2 separate regions of the Sus scrofa genome follow, and region 2 is linked to region 1. Evidence: chromatin contacts called from public Hi-C data. All regions are on one chromosome and are shown on one strand. Each heading gives the region's core, a stretch centred on a gene start, on an enhancer-like site or on the middle of the called end of the contact. The rest is flanking DNA. Distances are from core to core; before and after follow the strand shown. Region 1 holds the start of SHMT1 (serine hydroxymethyltransferase, cytosolic). Region 2 holds the start of LLGL1 (lethal(2) giant larvae protein homolog 1).

Region 1 (4,508 bases), core at 641-3,140:
GTTGATTCTGCCACAAAGGCACGCAGAGGTATGCAAAGTGAATGTGCTGGGCAGCCCTGAGTAAGTCGCTCGACCTCTCTGAGCTCTTCTCAAGTCCACTTTGGGCCCTGCTCACTCGTCCTCTGCCTTCCTCCAGGTGTTGGGCTCTCCAGACACACCATCCACGGCCTTCGTTCTCCCCCACATTCCCAGGGACCAGCTCGTCCACTCCCAGGCCGAGCTGACCCTCTGGGGGAAGTGTCACAGAGAGGGGAGAAGGAGAGACAAATCCTGGCGGGGGGGGGGTGGTGGCAGAGAAGAGACCCACTGACTCTGCCCGAGGGGGACAAGGAACCTGCCTGAGCGAGGGTCACAGCCACCTCACGGCTCTGATTTCTCCAGGGGGGGCGGGAGCAGGGAGGTGGACAGACAGCTGGAGCCCCATCCGCTCTGTCATCCCTGCCATCAGGCTGCCTCTGCCTCTGCCTCTCTTTCTTCCCTAGTCAGCAACACTTTAAAAAAAAAAAAAAAAAAAAAGGAACTTGAAACGCCACTGTTATCACTTCCTGTGTTGCCGTGTAAAAGTGTGTTAAAGATACAAAGCAGACACCCTCTTCCAGGCGGATGACAGACTGGACTTAACCTTCCCAGATAAACAACCAAGAAACGGGGCAAAACTTCTCCAAGAGGGGTTCCTGTGGGGGCACAGCAGAAACGCACCCGACCAGGAACCATGAGGTTGTGGGTTCGATCCCTGGCCTCGCTCAGTGGGTTAAGGATCCAGCGTTGGCATGAGCTGCGGTGTCGGTCACAGACGCAGCTTGGGGATGGCATTGCTGTGGCTGTGGCGCAGGCCAGCAGCTGTCGTTCCAATTCAACCCCTAGCCTGGGAACATCCATATGCTGCGATCCTAAAAAGCAAAAAAAAAAAAAAAAATCAGCAAAACAAACAAAAACAACCTTATCCAAGAGCTCCTTGCAGACTTGACACAAGCAGCACAGGGCCCAGACTTGTGAGGAAGGGGAGGGCAACCCAGATTTACTTTATTCGAGACTGTTAAGAGGATGAAGAGGTAAAGCTACATAGCAGGAGAACATATTTGCAAACCGTGTGTCTGAAAAAGTATTCACATCAAGATTACATAAAATTCAACAGGAGGAGTGCCCGTCGTGGCTCAGCGGAGGCGAATCCGACTAGGAACAATGAGATGGAGAGTTCCATCTCTGGCCTCACTCAGTGGGTTAACAATCCGGCGTTGCTGCGAACTGTGGTGTAGGTCGCAGATGTGGCTTGGATCCTGCATTGCTGTGTCTGTGGCGTAGGCTGTCAGAAGTAGCGCTGATTCAACCCCTAGCCTGGGAACCTCCATAGGCCACAGGTGCAGCCCTAAAAAGCAAAAAAAAAAAAAAAAAAAAAAAAAAAAAAAGGAGGGGGGGACTGATAGATTCAAAGAAGAAACTAGTGAGAAGAGGGAAGGGTAGGGCGTTAAGAGATGCAACCTGCTATGTATAAAATACATCAGCTGCAAGGATATATTGTATGGCACAGGAATATAACCAGTATTTTATAATAACTGTAAGTGCAGTATAACCTGTAAAAATCGTGGATCACTCCCAGGTACCCCGAAACCTGCAACATTGTATGTCCACTGAAGCTCACTTGAAAGGGTTCTTCTTACCTTAGGTCTCAGCCACGTCAGCACACACCTCGTCTCTTTCCGTACTGAGGGGAGAACGTTCCCCTTCTTGCTTAAAGGCAGCCCCGCCGGTCTCCCCCCTTGGCAAGTCCCCACTGCCCGCGCCACGGCACCTGCACCTTCGGACAATTATTCAGCAGAACAGGGGTCCCTTGAGCACAAGCTCTGCAACGCTGCCGCAGCTGATCTGATAACAGACGGGGCAACTCGGCCCCGAACAGGTGGACGGAGCCAGACAAACGGATCATTCATGGCCCCGGGCGAGATGGCGCGAGACTTCTCTGTGCCGCTCAGAGCGACAGGCCACGTGAAACCATGCCTTGTTTCTCCCCGCAGCCTTCCAGTCCCGACGTTAGGGCCGCTGGGGCTGCCATGGAGAGGAAAACCCTGGACACGAGAAGCCACTGCTTGTGACTCCAGACACGTGCTAAAAGGACTTAGAAATAGACACTATTTAGTTTTATTTATCTATTTTAGTTCATGTTATTTCTTTTTCCACGGCCCCCAGGGCGCATGGAAACTCCCAGGCTGGAGATGGAATCCAAGCTGGAGCCGTGAGCTACACCCCAACGGCAGCAATGCTGGATCCTTAACCCACGGCACCAGGCTGGGGATGGCACCCGCTCAGAGACCAGCCAGATCATTAACCCAGTGTGCCCCAGCAGGAGCTGCTACACGCATTGTATACATTTCCTGAGTTTGATACCGTAGGATAGTTAGGAAAGACGTAGGCGCGGGGCAAATTGGGTAAAGGACTCACAGGCCCTCTCTGCACTATCTAATTTCATCATTATTTTGAAACAAACTTTTTTTTTTTTTTTTTTGGTCTTTTTAGAGCCATATGCACGGCCTACAGAAATTCCCAGGGTAGGAGTCGAACTGGAGCTGGAGCTTCCGGCCTACACCACAGCTACAGCAATGCCAGATCTGAGCTGCGTCTGCAACCTGCACCACAGCTCCCAGCAGCGCTGGATCCTGAACCCACTGAGGGAGGCCAGGGATCGAACCTGCGACCTCATGGATACTAGCCAGGTATGTTGCCACTGAGCCACGACAAGAACTCCTGAGATAAACTATTTCTAAAAGCCTCCAAGAGATCAAACATGAGTTTGACCACAAGTAACTGCTGAGCAGAGCAAAGTCCAACACCCTTTAAAGGGGACCACAAAGTTCAAATACTCAGCAAATCACATCCCATGTCCTGTGTTCAATGAAAAATTAGTAAGCGTGCCAAGAAGCCGAAAAATGGGCCCCACAAAAGGAAAAATCATCAATAATAGAAACAGGCAGAGATGACAGAGGTGCGGAAACTAGCACACTAGGATATTAATTCCACTTTCTTTTCTTTTTCTTTTTCTTTTTTTTTCTTTTTAGGACCACACCCAAGGCATATGGAGGTTCCCAGGTTAGGGGTATAATCAGAGCTACAGCCGCCGGCCTACACCACAGCCACAGCTACGCCGGATCCTTCAGCCACTGAGCAAGGCCAGGGATTGAACCCACAACCCCATGGTTCCAAGTCAGATTCACTTCTGCTGCGCCATGACGGGAACTCCTAATCCAACTTTTATAATTGCGCTCAACCATGTAAAGGAGAAGAGAAGGAAACGCAATCAAAGCTGCGGAGAAATCAAGACGAATGAACCTCTAGCCAGAATAAGCAAGAAAATAAGAGAGAAGGAGTTCCCATCGTGGCGCAGTGGTTAACGAATCTAACTAGGAACCATGAGGTTGCGGGTTCGATCCCTGGCCTTGCTCAGTGGGTTAACGATCCGGCGTTGCCGTGAGCTGTGGTGTAGGTCGCAGACGTGGTTCGGATCCCGCGTTGCTGTGGCTCTGGCGTAGGCCGGCAGCTACAGCTCCGATTCGACCCCTAGCCTGGGAACCTCCATATGTCGCAGGAGTGGCCCTAGAAAAGTCAAAAAGACCAAAAAAAAAAAAAAAAAAAAGAGAGAGAAGACACAAATTACCAATAGCAGGAATGGCAAAAGGAGCTATCAGTATAAATCAAGCAAGCATTAAACAATAATAAGGGAGTTGAAATGAAACGGACAAATTCCTTGAAGGACACAAATGACCAAAAACGACTTAAGAAGAAATAGAAATTATGAAGTTTCATATCAAGTAAAGAACTTGAATTTATGTATTTTTGTCTCTCTATTTTTCTAAAGGGCCACCCTCCACGGCATATAGAGGTTTCCAGGTTAGGGGTCTAGTTGGAGCTGCAGCTGCCGGCCTACACAACAGGCATACCGAGCCGCCTCTGCGACCTACACCACAGCTCACAGCAACGCTGGATCCTTAACCTGCTGAGCAAGATCAGGGTTCAAACCTGCGTCCTCATGGGATACTAGTCAGATGTGTTTCTGCTGAGCCACAATGGGAACTCCTCGAATTTATATATTTTTAAAGTTCCCATTGAGAAAACTCCAAACCCAGATACTTTTCCTATCTAGCAAACATTTACGAAAGAAAGAATTCCAGGCAAAGTCTTTCGGAAAAACAGAGAAGCGGTAAACACCTTCCAACACAGTTTATGATTCCACGTTCCACCTCTTTGCAGAAATTAGGCAAAAGTTACTAGAAGAAAACTACTGTATTGCATAAGCCTTGTATTTCTGGGATTAACCCCACTTAGTCAAGTGTATTTTCATTTTTATATATTTCTTGATTTGAGTTGTTAATATTTTTTCCCTCTTCTTTTCTTTTTAAGACAGCACCTGCAGCATATGGAGGTTCCTGGGCTAGGGGTCGAATCAGAGCTGCAGCTGCCAGCCCATGCCACAGCCACAGCCACACCCAATTGGAGCCGCATCGGGCGCCTACGTCACA
Region 2 (4,530 bases), core at 158-2,657, 86 kb before region 1:
GCTAAAGTCGATGCGAAGCAACAACTTCCTAACACTTCCCTGTGTGAGGCCTTCATTGGGCAAATGAGGCCCTGGGCTCAGGCCCTGCCACTCAGCCATGGGGGGGCAGGGCAGGGCAGGGACCAGAACCCAGGGCTCAGAGTGGGGCCTCCGGTGCTGGGTGTGCAGTGGGCCATGGCCCGAGGGGCCTGACCCCTCTCAGGGCAGCCAGCTCTGCCCCCTGCCTGTACCCACCTGTCTTAGCTTCCGCCTTCATCAGCTGAAACCAGGAAAGGGTTTTGAATGGCGCCTGCCACTCGCAGACACTCTTGTGCCCTGTTAACATCTTTGCTCCTCTCGCCCCCTGCTTCCCACTTGCCCTCTTCCAGATCCAGCTCCAACCCCAGGGAAGGGCTGAGCAGGGCTGGCGTGGGTGGAGGGGTGCAGCCAAGCCCGTGGCTTGGCAGCTGCCTGGGGTCACAAGCCAGGCACTCCGCCCTTCACACAGCTAGGGGGGTCTGGGCCTGGTCTACAGGCCCCACCTAAGCTTCTGGGACCCTGAGCCTCGGGCAGCCTATTCTCAGCCTTGAAAAGAAAGGTTCAGTCTCCAGGCCACTGTCCAGATGAGACAAGGAGGCCTGGACGTTGGATGGGAACAGCCCGATCGTCATTCTGAGTGGAGGCAGTGCAGCTTTCTCTACACAGCCGAGGAGGCCCTCCCTGCTCGTCGGAGAAGCCGAGATGCCATCTCAGGAGCGTCCCGAGTGCCAGCTCCTGAGGAAGGGGCTCTTTTCTCCACCGCATCTCTGTCTCTTGAGCTGATGGCGCTCCTGAGAATCCTCCGTGCGGCCACTAGAGCTTTTTACTTTGGGTCCTGAAGGATGTGTAGGAGTGCCCCAGAGGCTGGGGGCAGAGGAGGGCATTTCCGACCAACCACCCAGCCGACCGGGAGCATGGCGTGGACGGTGCTCTGGCACACTGGGGGATGGGCCAAGGGGTGTCCTGCGAAAGTGGCCAAACGTAACACGACTATGCAATCACTGTGTTCGCCCCGGTCAGAACTCTCCTGGCTTTTGGGACGGAGATGCCTCATGACCTGAGTGTGCGCGTTGTTTGCTCGTCGCAGGAAGAGACTGGCCTCCAGTGAGCCAGGGAGGGGGGCGGGGGGGAAACACGCCTTGCCTTTCCAAGGCTTTTCCCCAGCCGCCCACGCTGGAGCCCCGCTCACGGACTACGAGTCCCGGCAGGCCCCGCTCCCGCGGCGCATGCGCGATGGGCATGCTCGCGGGCGCCCACTGGGCGACCGGCAGGGGCGGGCCGGGCGGGCCGCGCGCCGCCCATTGGCCGGACAGCGCGTCCGTCGGGCGGGCCCGCCCCCGAGCAGGCCCCGCCCCGCCGCGCCCGCGCCTGGCGCCCGCCCGCCCGCGCCTCAGGACCGGCGGGGCCGCGCGGCGCATCCTGCGGGCGGCGGCGGGCGGCCGGGCGCAAGATGATGAAGTTTCGGTTCCGCAGGCAGGGCGCCGACCCGCAGCGCGAGAAGCTCAAGCAGGAGCTCTTCGCCTTCCACAAGGTGCGACGGCGGGCCGGGGGTGGGGGCCGGGCCGGAGCCACGTCGGGCCGGGGGAGGGGGCGCACGCCGGCCGGGCCGCCCGGCTCCGCTGGAACCGCGCGCCAGCCTCCCTCCATCCCTGCCCTCCGCTCCCCTGATTCTGTCTCCGCGTCTCGAACTCCGCCGGCCTCTTCCTGCGGGCCTCTCCGCCTCCGTGTGTCTCTTGGCGGCTCTCAACTCTGGCTCCGGCTCCACTTACTGTCTATCTCTTTCTCTGGGGGCCCCTCGGCGCCCCTGCTTAGTTAGCCCTCGGGCCAGTTTGTTTTGCTTTCGCCCCCAGGCCGGTGGGGAGGGGCGCGGAGTGGAGGCAGATGCTGGGGGGTGGGGCTGGGAAATCCCTTCCCGGTTCCTCTCCTCCCTTCCCCCACCGCCCTGGGCTCTGCCCCCAGCCCTGCCCCGCCGGGGGCTCCCGGGGGGGATGCCTGGCCGTGTAGCCAAGTGCAGTTCAACTCGTGGGGCCTCAGTTTCCCTTGCTCGGAGATAGAGCCCCTGTCTTCCCTGCTGTGGGCTCCGTGTCACACGGGCCATCCGGCCCACTGCTTCTCCTGGAGCCCAGGCGGAGGGGGGGGGAGGGCCGGGCCGCTCCTTCCTTTCTTTCCTGGGTAGGGCAAGAGGGGCCGCCGAAAGGGGCTGCCTTCGGCCCCGCCTCCCCTGCGCTAGTGTGTGCTGGAGAGAGGCCTGCCCCTCGCCAACTCCCCCAGGGCTGTGACTTGTGGCCTGGGTATTACACCCAAGCCCTCTGGTCGCCCAGCCCCTACCCAGGCTCTTGGGGCTGGTAACACACAGGTGAGACAACTGAGGCTGAGAGAGGGCCGGCCACCTGCCCAAAGTCAGAGTAAGCGGAGGCACTCAGTCTTTGCCTGGCCTCGTCAGTGGGATTTGACGTAGCCTGGAGGGACAGGGACTTTGGGAGGGCCTCCTGTGGTCCTGAGCCAGCTTCGAGGAGACTCTTGTCCAGGTGACGCTCTGGGATGGCTGGTCCTGGAGCGGCCGGGGCAGAACGTCTCTGGGCCAGGCAGGGTTTCCCAGGTGGTGGAAGCGGGGGCCAGGACCCTCAGACTTCAAGGTCCAGGGGTCCAGAGCGGGGGCTGGTGCCCAGGGGCTCCTGGATGGCCCCCTTCCCTTGCTGAGTGGCCGTGCGGGTGTGTGGACAGGGATGGCGTTTGGGCAGGTGTTGTGCTAAGGTGTCACTTCCTCGGCACGTGAGGTGGGGTGTGAAGTGGGGACCTGAGGCAGCTGCGGGGAGGGGGAAGGCTTGCTCCCCCTGGCTGGGCCCCTGGTTGGCAGAAGCTGCGGTCTCCCTGCTAAGGAGGGTGAGGCCCCATTTTGACTGGGCAGCAGTGGTGGGAGGGGCATGATCTTGGGCAGGGGGCTTGGTCACTAGAGGGTGTGGCGGCTGATGCCTAGAAGATGGGCTCCAGGAGTTCCTGCTTTGGCGCAATCAGAGGGGCAGCGTCCCTGCAGCACCAGCATGCAGGTTCAGGCCCCGGCTCAGCACCGTGGCTTAAGGGTCTGGCGTTGCCACAGCTGTGGCAAAGGTTGCAGCTGCCGCTTGGCTCTGATCACTGGCTCAGGAGCTCCGTGGACCCCAGGGAGGCTAAAGAAGGAAACAAAAAAGAAAGAACATAGGCCCCAGATTCCCGAGGGGTCGGGGAAGCGGGGAACGGGGGGCAGGAGTGAGCCCGGACTTGGGACCCAGACTTGGGTGCACATCCCGGCCCTGCCCCCCGTTGCATGTGGCACGTCCACATGTTTGTCATTTTAACAAATTCTCACTCCGGCGAAGACGGTGGGAAGCCGGCAGGAGAGAGGGAACTAGGCAGCGTGCTTCGGGGGTGGCTCCAAGGGTGAGCTCAGGCAGGTGAGGGCGTGGTTGGGGGGCGACAGGGACGCTGGGTGGAAGGCATCCAGGCAGAGGCCCGCGGATGCGGGGGCTGGGAGTGCATGGCCACCAAGTGACCCGTGGGGCAGGGAGGGGCCCGAGGGCCAGGACTTGGCTTTGACTGGAAGTGAGCTGGGAGCCCCGGGGGGGTCCTGAGCGGAGGAGCGGCAGCCAGACACGGCCGGCCGGGTCCACTGTGGGCATGGCAGTGCCACACATCCCCGCCTTGGCAAGTGGGCCACTGTCCTCAGGTGGGCTTGCGGCCCCTAGTGCCCAGATGGAAGCTGAGGCTTGGACCGGGCAGTGACCCACCCAGGGGGCTTGCGCAGGCGGTGAAGGACTGCGAGCAGTTGTGTTCCCACCTCGCTGTGGAGGTCGGGCTGGGGGCCCAGGGGCGCAGGCTTTCTGGGGAGGGCCCCCTGGCAGGCCTCGGGGTTGAGTAGGGCTTCCGTGGATGGGGGGGTGGGGGGTGCACCCGCTGCGGAGCCAGTCCCCAGTGCATAAGCCCCCTGCCCGCCATGCCCACTGTGGTGGGGTGAGAATCCTGCCTCCCAGTTTCCAGGTGGGAGCCCATGTCGGGGGTGGGGGGGCGGGGGGTGCAGATTCCGCCTTCGGGGACTGGGCAGGAAGCTCCTTGTCTCTAGGAGTCGGGAGCGGCCCTTGGGGCAGGGTCAGGGGCCTCTGGCCTGTACCCAGAGCCTGTGTTGGGCAGCGCCCTGGATTCCCTGGTCTGCCTGGGGAGCGGAGCCTGTGGGCACGGGGTTCACTTCTGTGCCCATACCTCCTCGCCGAGCGCTGTTCTGTTGTCAGAGCCCCGTGCACAGCGGGGTGGGCCTGAGTGTTGGGGGGCCGGGGCCTTGGTCGAGGAAGGCCTTGTGGTTGCGGCCAGGGGTTCAGGCCCTTCCCTGCCCACCGGAGGTGTGACCGCGCTTTTCTGAGTTGGGGACACCCAGGCCCGGAGCCCAGGGACCTGGCTCCAGCCCCACGGTGCGGCAGGGGCAGAGCCTGCAGGCTGCCTCGGGCAGCCCCGTGCCTGCGCCCATGCCCTCGCCTCCCCCGC

What was found. Hi-C and Micro-C count contacts between places; a contact is called where the count stands out from the background.
Region 2: a contact with region 1 is called in a Hi-C map of subcutaneous adipose tissue, with 1.9 times the contacts expected there. The contact joins the promoter of LLGL1 here to the promoter of SHMT1 in region 1. A contact is called at or near these places in 5 of 47 Hi-C or Micro-C datasets (blood, embryonic fibroblasts, mesenteric adipose tissue and 2 more) and 2 of 2 datasets of contacts at active chromatin or transcription factors (alveolar macrophages and skeletal muscle).

The regions. Positions count from the first base shown.
Region 1 is chr12:60,411,803-60,416,310 of Sscrofa11.1, reverse strand. It overlaps SHMT1 (serine hydroxymethyltransferase, cytosolic), which reads right to left and starts at 1,890. Exons shown (of 15, transcript XM_021067992.1): 1 at 1,659-1,890; 2 at 339-491.
Region 2 is chr12:60,497,300-60,501,829 of Sscrofa11.1, reverse strand. LLGL1 (lethal(2) giant larvae protein homolog 1) reads left to right here and starts at 1,407. Exons shown (of 24, transcript XM_021067985.1): 1 at 1,407-1,549. The coding sequence starts at 1,469. It overlaps LOC110256131 (a long non-coding RNA gene), which reads left to right. Exons shown (of 2, transcript XR_002337407.1): 2 at 1-526.